Regions from separate parts of the Sus scrofa genome. Here all the other regions are linked to region 1. The links are chromatin contacts, called in public HiChIP or PLAC-seq maps. All regions are on one chromosome and are shown on one strand. The core of a region is the stretch at or near the end of the contact, and the rest is flanking DNA. Distances in the headings are between cores, read along the strand shown. Region 1 overlaps SULF1 (extracellular sulfatase Sulf-1). Region 2 has its middle 360 kb from the start of C4H8orf34. Region 3 has its middle 390 kb from the start of C4H8orf34.

Region 1 (3,156 bases), core at 276-2,775:
GTAGCCATAAAAAATAATTTAAAAAAATCATAACCAGGACCATCCTCTTGGGTTTTTTTAAAAACGTATTACTAAAGAATTGTTTTAAGAAAATCAAATTTTAAAACATTCATTTAAATTTTAAGAATCCTAAAGACTGGAATTCTATCCCTGTCACCTTCAGCAAGTCACTGCATCCCTTTGTAGCTCGGTATTCCCATCAAAAAATGGTTATCATATGCCCTGCCAATCACATCAGAATGTTTTGTATAAAATGAGATCATGTACATGAAACAATTACAGAAAGAATGAGGGAGTTTTCTGGTGGCCGAGTGGTTAAAGACTCAGGATTGTCACTGCTGTGGCTCAGGTTCTATCCCTGGCCTGGGAACTTCCCTTTCTTGAAGTAACCACTAGGTGATCATTATAGTTTCTATGTTTTGAATTGCATGTATCTCTCAGATTGATTAAGAATATTCTGGGAGTTCCCTGATGGCTCACTGGGTTAAGGATCCAGTGTTGTCACTTCTGTGGCGAGAGTTTGATCCCTGACCTGGGAATTTCCAAATGCTGCCTGTGAGGAAAAAAAAAAAGGGTGAAGGAAAAGAGTGCAAGGAAAATTCAAAAGCTGGATCAGCCCTTAATGAGCACCCTGCCTGGACCCCTGATTTCACAGGGAAGAAGCTCCACAGACCATGTATGCACACTGGTCCTAGAAGTAGCAGCAGTGGGGCTCAGGTCTTAGACATTCTGAGTCACATCCACCCCATCTCACTCATTCCAACTGCTGCATTATCTGCATCCTTGGGGGAGGGGCTGGCAGTCAACAGGGTCACTTTGAAGCATGTTACTGTGTCTCTCAGATCATTAGACACCCCTGGAGGATCATCAGATCTACAGTTAGAAGGCTTTCTGTTTGAAAGACTAGGTTGCAAGGACTGAATTCAAGTATAAAAACCTTGTGTCCTTTTTCAGAAGACTGATTGCAAAGCCCCAGTTCAACAGAGAAGTGATGGGCTGTCGGGTTTCAAAAGAAAGTATACATCGGAGAAAAACCAAATATCAGGTCCCAGAGTGTCTGCCGTGAGGGCAGGGCTTAGGGATGCAGGCATTTTTCCAGCCTGACCCACTGTGAGAGTTGGTTAATCTTGTCCCACCCTGCCTGCTAACCACTCAGAAGCCCTCCCATCCCTAGGGGGACCAATGGAGAGGCTGAGAAGCAGTGAGGGCCAGTGAGTCATGGGATGGAGAAAGGGCTTAGTGGCACCCTCCACTGGTGCTGGCTCCATCATGTAACCACTTGTCCCTTTGCAGAGTCCCACAGATCGTTCTAAACATTGACCTGGCCCCAACCATCCTGGACATTGCTGGGCTCGACACGCCTCCCGACGTGGATGGCAAGTCTGTCCTCAAGCTTCTGGACCTGGAGAAACCAGGTAACAGGTGCGTCAATGTCCTTCCCCTCAGCCAGCGCCGGGCACTCCAGCTCCCAGAGGTGGCCAGCAGCTGGAAGAAGTGGAGGCAAAATAGGCTTTGCCCCTGAGGATCGCCCCGAGCTGAGACTTTTTTTCGGCTGTTTGTAAACAGCATATTGATGGAGACGCAGTCCTGGTCTGCGGGGAGTGAGAGGTGTTGCTTTAAATAAACTGTTACCACTGATCCATTTGGAAAAACGCCCGGATGCCAATGGTAAATATTATTATTTTGCTTTCAGGTTTCGAACAAACAAGAAGGCCAAAATTTGGCGTGATACATTCCTCGTGGAAAGAGGGTAATTATTGGTTTCTGGGGTGCTTCTGGGAACCAGTCCTAGTGGGCAGCTCTCCCTGCTGAGAATGTTTTTCCCCTCATTTTGGTTTCCTAAGCGTGTGGATTTCGTAAACCTGGTCATAAGACGGAATGGTTTGCTGCTCATCCTCCACTGGCCGGCAGAGCAATGAGCGTTGCATCAGAATTGTGAAGAAAATTAAATTTTTATAAGATGAGACTGCAGCCCTTATATGGCTATGAATTTACCATTGCGTTTCTCTGCCTGGTTTCCTAAATGGACCAGAATATTGACTTTCTCAACCGTCTTCCCAAGTTCTGCCTGACACTTCTGCTTTTTTTCCTTATATGCCTTTCCTCGTTTTGAATATACAAATATATCAGATTGCAATTGCTCCATAGTCACTTCTGGGGTTCCGCTTTTGATTTGTAATTCCCGTTGTCTTTGTTTTTCTCCATATTTACGCTGAGCAAGAGAAAACCATTTCTATCATTCATTATAACCAAAAAGAACTTTGAGCCTATAAAGTTAAAAACATGTATGCCCCAAGTTTTGAAAGGAATGCTTTTGGAGAAAATAATTCTTCCTCTCCTGATTTCTCCTCTTCATAGTACCCAGCTTTTAATTTTTGCCAGGGATTCATGAAATGTTGAACTCCCATGGGTAGAGCCACACTGTCTATTTCTTGCTGTTTGGAGAATGTGAGGTCATGTGACAGGGAGAAAAAGAACAGGCAGGTCCCTGCAAAGGTCATTTCAGATCACATTTCCTATAAGAGGCTTTCCCCTTTCTGTCAAAGGAAATTTCTGCGTAAGAAGGAAGATTCCAACAAGAACATCCAACAGTCAAATCACCTGCCCAAATATGAGAGGGTTAAAGAACTGTGCCAGCAGGCCAGGTACCAGACCGCCTGTGAACAACCTGGGCAGGTGAGTGACACGGCTTTTTTGCACCGCCACTTATGTGCTTCTCCATTTCAAATGTAAAAGATTTTCAACCTGTAAGATTATGTACACTCATGTATAGATAAGCTTCTCATCGTAGTCGTGGAATGCTCCCTGTGAGACCTTTTCCCTGACAGAGCAGTGTCTAACTGGTCTAAGCTGGGTCTCCTCATCACTCCTTGAGCCTGAGCGTCCTCCAGTGAAGAGAGAGAGTGCATTCAGAGAGACTTGTAGGTATCCACGCAATTAGCCAACATCAGTTCAAGAGAGCAGATCTGTGACAGGGAGAGTCTGGTTAGAAAGATCAGGAGCTCCCGTTGTGACGCAGTGGTTAACGAATCTGACTAGGAACCATGAGGTTGTGGGTTCGATCCCTGCCCTTGCTCGGTGGGTTAAGGATCTGGCGTTGCCGTGAGCTGTGGTGTAGGTCACAGACACGACTCCGATCCGGCATTGCTGTGGCTC
Region 2 (3,156 bases), core at 241-2,740, 630 kb before region 1:
CTTCCACGTGTCACACATGGAATCTGAATCTCTCGACACGCATCTTGGCTTCCGTTTTGCCCCTTGTGTGCACATATCTCTTAGCACGATTCCAGAGTTGTGCATGGGGTAGGCTTGAAAATGCCCCCCCACACACACACACACAAAGGGCTTCTAGAGATATGTTTAAGATGAGGGGAAGATGTTGAGGTCAGCTGGGGACATGTTGAGATTATACTGGGGACATAGCCAAGACTTTGAGCATCGTCACCACAATCAAACAGAGCATAACAGAAATCAGAGCAGTAGATGGCATCACCCAGTGAAAGCATGTGTGGTGGGAACAGGACAAGCCTCAGGAACACACACACTAACACTTAAGGGACTGAAAAAAAGTGATTTCAAGAGGAAAGGTTTTATGTACACTGGACAGAGTGGGTGGCCCACACACTGTTTCTAGGAAGCAGAAGGTCAAAAGCAATGCACTTCAAGATCCCTGGTTCCTGTAAGCACAGCTGGATTTCAGGCAAGAGACAAGCATGGCCCCATGTGTGGGACACCTTTAGTGGTCTAGTTTAATGAGTCTGTAGAAACTTCCTGTGGGTTGATGGAATAAAAAGCAGCTATATGAGAGTGGGAGGGAGGATGGAAGAAACAGAGTTTCCCTTATTTAGGGAACAAAAACTAAGGTGTTACCAATTTGGGGTCTTTTTCGTCAGTGGGTGGAGACCTTTCCCTCGAAAATTCCTCCTTCTTTGCTTAATAGTGATGATGAGAGAACTGAAGTCTTTAGGGAAAGACTTAAGAACCTGCTACAGTGTTTTTATCTTCCTCTTTTCCTTCAGAGTCATTAAGCAGAGGTTTTTAGGTGGATACAAGGAAAACAACCATTGCCTGCTGCTGAACTCCGAGTCTTGTAAGGCCCTCCTTTGAGAGTGGAGGAGTGTCAGTCATCTTTCTTGGTCTTATGCACAGAGCTGTTCCCTTGCTGTAAATCGGGGCTTGTCATTTCTGTAAATGCTTTCTGATTTTTTGACTTACTTTTGGCCCACTCACCACTGCTTTTTTTGTTCATTTCTTTTAAATGTCCATGATGACTTCTTGTCTCTTTTGAGTCCTTGATGTTTGTAGAAGCAATCTCTGCAAAGCCAACTTGGGTGGATTTGGATACAAGCAAAAGCTTTGGTTTGGCAACTCTTCTCACTATTTTAATCATTTAATATGTGTCTGAAGATCCCTGAGTGCTTTGTGCAAGATTACAATGGTAATATGACTCAGGTTCTGAAAAATCTGGCAGATACACAGCACTTTTTTCTCAAAAACTGCCTATAGCCAAGGCAAGGGGAGGTGGTGACTGAGCAGTATACACGGCTTCTGGGGGCAGGGGGGGGGGGCGGGGAATGGCCAACTGATGGACTAAAAGCAGAAGTTCTGCAAGAGTTTGCCACCAACTTCCCTGTAGCCCTGCAGTGTCCAGCACAGCACTTTACAGCTGTGCCTGAAGGCCCAGTCACAAACCACAGGCATTTGACCGAATGACTCGCCCCAAATTTACCCCGGGCTCCTGAGTGAAAGGGGAACTTTTGCACTGGTGGAAATTTTATGACCATATTTTGCAAAACATTTTTAGGTAAAGATCATGAGCGTGTACAGGAAAAATTCCTTAGAGCGTAATGAGGATCATATGATCAGTGGCTTAAACTGAGCTGTGGAAAGATGTGTTTCATTGTGGAAAACAAATATGCATGTGTCTTAAGTTATGAGTCAGGTTTTAGCATCTTTTATAGACTTACTGTTTGCACTTGCCGTTCAATAGCTTTCGCTGGGTCTGTGAGAGAGGTTAGTGTCGCTTACCGGATATAGTTCTCTCCTCTTCTTCCTGGCATGTGGAAAGATGTCCTGGCCCCCGGCAGTTAGGCAGGGTTGTGTGACTAACTGACCAGCAGGCCAGCAGTGGGAGTGCTGCTTCCCAGCCCAAGGCATTAGTAGAGGTGCGAGTTCTCCATACTCTTTTTTTCTTCCTCCTCCCTGCTTCTGTGATTTTGGATGTTATAAACTCAGACAGCAGAGTCTAAAGATGTTTGCATTCATGACTATGTGCAGAGTTCCTGCTGATTTGTAATAACAGGAAATATGAGTGAGTAATAAATCTTTATTCAGCCAGGGAAGTTAGGGGTTTATTTATTCCTATAGCACAGTATGCCTCATTTAGAATAACACTAGATCACCTTCTCTCCTTGCCAAAGATGATAGCTTCGAAATATGCAATTCTAGGTCATACTAACTTAGCGTTTGTAGGCATTCCTGAACTTTGAGCAAGTATATCTGACCGTGGTCCTTTTAAAGAAATGACCAGTTAGTTGGACATTGAGAAAAGCTGATTGTAACTACATACACTCATAAAATAGATTAAAATGTCTATCTAAAATAGGCTTACCTTGACTCATTCTGATACTTTCAAAAGTGATTTCAAAGGATTTAGCGCTTGTACAGATAACCATATTTCCAAGATAGTCATGTCATTTCATTTAGGATTACATGTCATAAATCTTTCAACGATTTGGGGTTTAAATGATTCTAGAATGTCAAGATAGCATCAAATTTCACCTGGAAAATAAGGGAGTTGGCTTCCCAAGGCTATGAGGTTTACCATAGAGTAAAGAGGATATTACATTTCCGTAGGTAGATCCAAGCCATAGAACACCAGGTTTTATGGAACTGAGTGTATAATTCCATATGTAGTATTGATACATTTTTAACACCTTTTTCTCTTTGATTTGTTATACTCCAGAGACAGAATTGTCTGCTTTGGAAAATTCTTTTGATACCGACAGTCATAAACGTCATTGGAAAATTGTTTACACAGGAAATCTTTGCCAAGAACAGCCAGATTTAAACATAGCCTTCATATTGGAAGGAATATTATTATGCCAAAACATAGTCATGTTGAAGGGAAAAGGCAAGGATAGTGTATTGTAGTAATAAGGCCATATGGTTTGTTCAGAAACGGGTGATTGAACGCGTGCTGTACTCCCCTGAAGCAGTGTAGATTTTAGTGCGGTAACTAACCTCTCTGAGTGTCAGTGCAATAATGCTGTTGTTGCTGCTGCCGCTGCCTCTGCCGCTATGGCTAAAATGCTAAGCAGGGCCCACTGCTGTACCTCGGTGCCTTATTTG
Region 3 (3,156 bases), core at 312-2,811, 610 kb before region 1:
TAATACATTTGATAAGACCTTTTACATTGTTTCCTTTTACATTCTTGGGAGTCAAGCTTTTATCTTTTAAAAAACACTGTTGTACACCCATAAATGAAAGAAAATTTATTAAGTAAATTAAAAAAAATAGATAAAGCTGATCCAGGCTTTACGACTATTTAAGATTTAAAACAAAACAAAACACTATCCTTTAACATAAATATATCTTAGTAATATAATTATCATCACTTCCATTAAATTGCAGTTTCCTGGAGTGGGGGGGGGTGACATGACTACTACTTAATACATGTTAAACAAATACAAAGAATAAATGTCTCATTTTTGTGCTTTCAGATGCAACCTGAAATATGGAGAGTCAGTAACGTAATTGCATCCCCTTTTTTGGGGGAGAGCCAAACCGGCAGCATATGGAAGTTCCCAGGCCGGGGGTTGAAATGGAGCTGCAGCAGCCAGCCTACACCACAGATCACAGCAACGCTGGATCCTTAACCCGCTGAGCAAGGCCAGGGGTCGAACCCTCATCCTCATGGATCCTAGTTAGGTTCATTACTGTTGCGCCATAATGGGAGCTCCTGTGTGTCACATTTTTAAAAGTACAGACCCCTTCGGAGACTCTGTTGGAAGGGTAAAACTTTACCATATGTGTGGACAAATACAATGTAATTATAAGGGAGCCGAATTTGCCTCCTCAAAAATGTACCTTTGGCGTAAGGATTGTTTAGGCTGGTTGTTTAAGAAACAGCAGACATGGGAGGAACTCCGAAAACCAAAACCAAATACAAGTCGTCCTTCTTTAGAACATTTACAGTCTAAGGCAAATCTCTGATTATAAGGGTGTCTCCCTTCTTGTAACCAAGAAGAGGGGAGTGACTTTATCACCAAAAACTCGTATCAACAGAGAAGTCAAGGACTTAAACCTGCCTAACAGCCTTACCCCAGTGCTCTGTCCTTTTCCTGGTGGCCTCCAAGAATGGCCTCTCCATTCCCTCAACATCCTCTTTTGACCTCAGCTGAAGGTCGCATTTCAGGGGATGGATGGCTTTGCACGTTTGGGCCAAATACTGTTTTCCCGTGTCTCTCTCATGGTATATAGAAAGTATACATGTTACTAAACTTCGGTTTTCTCCTATTTAATCTGTCTTATATCAATTTGATTATTAGACCAGCTAAAGAAGTGAGAAGGGAAGAAGGAAATTTTTTTTCCTCTCTGACACAATGCATGCCATTTTTAATGATTTAAGGGAATTTCCAAGTTTATTTGGGCCCCATACCCCATCATCCTGTTAAAAACAGCCTGAAATGCTGAATTGTGTAATCTTTGTTGAGTGAGCCACTTTGGAACTCCATATCCTTGGTTTTATCTCTTCAGCTAAGAAAAATAGTTCAACCAAACAAAACAGCATATTCTGTCTCATTTTACAATCGCTCTGTCATAAGAGTCATAACAACAAACAGTCTTTAGTTTATGTCAAGGATGAGCTTTTAAATATTCCTATTCCGAGCCAGTTCCTCTACCATTGCTTAATGACTAAGTGTAATTCAAGTATGTGGATAAACACAATACATGCAGAATGCAGATGTCATAAAATGGGGAAGAGCTAGAATTTTGGAAAGAAGTCACATGCCCTGGTTTGAAGGAACCGAGACATTTGCCTTCTAAAGATGTTTCATTTTTGTAAGAAACACATTTAGGGGTTGATGATGTAAAATTCCTCTTTGAGGGCAAGACAAAATTATTCTCTGCCTGTTTGGGCCTGATCCCTCCCTGGTAGGGTGCATCATGCATCTGTATTATGTGTTAACCAGACATCCCCAAGGGCAGAAATACCTTCTCTGCCAGAAAGGTCAATTTTTCTTCTTCTGGCACCAGCCAGGTAACTCCTTAGAAGATACCATTGCTTACTTATGGTCTTATTAATGTTACTAGTTGTAGGACTTGTATTCTGCCTATTTGATAAGATTGCTCTTTCTTGTGCGAGATAAAACTCCTATTTTATGGCTAGGCAAGAAAAATTTAAACATAAAAAATTGTCTCTGCCCTTTGGCCTCCTCTCTCCCCCACTGTGCAGGGACCTAACCTCCCCCGTGGGCAGAAATACCTGCTCAACCAGAAAAAGCAACATTCTCCAGCGCCTACAAGACAACTCCTTAAAGATAACATTCCTTCTTGATCTTGTAAGGGGCCAAGTGAGCTTTAGCTCTGGATTGTGTAAACTCTCAATAACACATCATTTAATGTAGAGCCCTCTGTCTCAAAAGACTTAGATAACTGTGCCTTGACCTCTAAGGGGTAGGACAGTCCTTTCTGAGATGCTCTTCCCAGGTTATAATCCTCAAATTTGGCCCAAATCAGATTTTCCATTCCTTTCTTAGATCAACTGATAGTATTACCAAATGTGACTGAACCTTTGATAAAAATAATGACGAGGAGTTCCTGTTAAGGCTCAGTGGGTTATGAACCTGACAGAGTATCCATGAGGATGTAGGTTCAATCTCTGTCCTTGCTCAGTGAGTTAAGGATCTAGCACCTGTGGCTGTGACGTAGGCTGGAAACTGCAGCTCTAATTCAACCCCTGGCTGGGGAACTTCCATATGTGACAGAAGAGACCATAAAAAGAAAAAATAATAATAATGATGATGAGTAGGCAACTTGAAAGGATGGGCCAAATACACTGTTGAAGAAGATCAATGATTGGAAGAGTATAGTTCTAAATATGTGAAGAAGCAACAAGAAGGAACCAGTTCCTGGGCCGTAATAGACAGTAAGACAGACAGTCTGGAGGGGCTTTTAGTTACTGTTGACAGGTCCTTGTCCAATAACAGCACATTGAGTGGCCTATAAACAAAATTCTCACGTAACCCTGATATGAGCTTTCTTAGAGCCATGGGACAAACTGGTCATAAAATGCCTCCCAAACCTCGGTAGAAATTAAGACCAAAAGGGAGGGGAGTACAAAATAATGTTACCCAGCATCCCATTCTACAAGAATCAAATCATTAGCCAGAGCAGTTGCTGGCCATGCTCCAAAAGGAATTCAAGGTGAAGTTCAGGATGAAGCATTTTGGGCTCTGGGAAAACTGGCAGAACTGGCCCTTGGATACTTGGATATTTTCAGAAGAAAATTGTATGAACTCAGTTTTCTGCATCTTCTCATA

Evidence for each region. HiChIP or PLAC-seq counts read pairs in DNA pulled down with a chosen protein or histone mark.
Region 2: a contact with region 1 is called in an H3K27ac HiChIP or PLAC-seq map of alveolar macrophages. The contact joins two enhancer-like sites. A contact is called at or near these places in 14 of 47 Hi-C or Micro-C datasets (alveolar macrophages, embryonic fibroblasts, fetal heart ventricle and 9 more) and 2 of 2 datasets of contacts at active chromatin or transcription factors (alveolar macrophages and skeletal muscle).
Region 3: a contact with region 1 is called in an H3K27ac HiChIP or PLAC-seq map of alveolar macrophages. The contact joins two enhancer-like sites. A contact is called at or near these places in 6 of 47 Hi-C or Micro-C datasets (alveolar macrophages, embryonic fibroblasts, fetal heart ventricle and 3 more) and 1 of 2 datasets of contacts at active chromatin or transcription factors (alveolar macrophages).

What each region holds. Positions count from the first base shown.
Region 1 is chr4:65,638,655-65,641,810 of Sscrofa11.1, reverse strand. SULF1 (extracellular sulfatase Sulf-1) reads left to right here. Exons shown (of 22, transcript XM_021089268.1): 10 at 1,294-1,422; 11 at 1,694-1,750; 12 at 2,547-2,676. Among named protein-coding and RNA genes, the nearest start is that of SULF1, 140 kb to the left of the region's middle. Within about 2 kb of position 1,525, at least 7 of the 83 cell types and tissues checked have an H3K27ac peak or open chromatin away from gene starts, as enhancers often do. A contact at or near this core is called in alveolar macrophages and retroperitoneal adipose tissue, where this site is marked.
Region 2 is chr4:66,271,540-66,274,695 of Sscrofa11.1, reverse strand. No RefSeq gene overlaps it. Among named protein-coding and RNA genes, the nearest start is that of C4H8orf34, 360 kb to the left of the region's middle. Within about 2 kb of position 1,490, at least 15 of the 83 cell types and tissues checked have an H3K27ac peak or open chromatin away from gene starts, as enhancers often do. A contact at or near this core is called in alveolar macrophages and retroperitoneal adipose tissue, where this site is marked.
Region 3 is chr4:66,249,201-66,252,356 of Sscrofa11.1, reverse strand. No RefSeq gene overlaps it. Among named protein-coding and RNA genes, the nearest start is that of C4H8orf34, 390 kb to the left of the region's middle. Within about 2 kb of position 1,561, at least 5 of the 83 cell types and tissues checked have an H3K27ac peak or open chromatin away from gene starts, as enhancers often do. A contact at or near this core is called in alveolar macrophages, where this site is marked.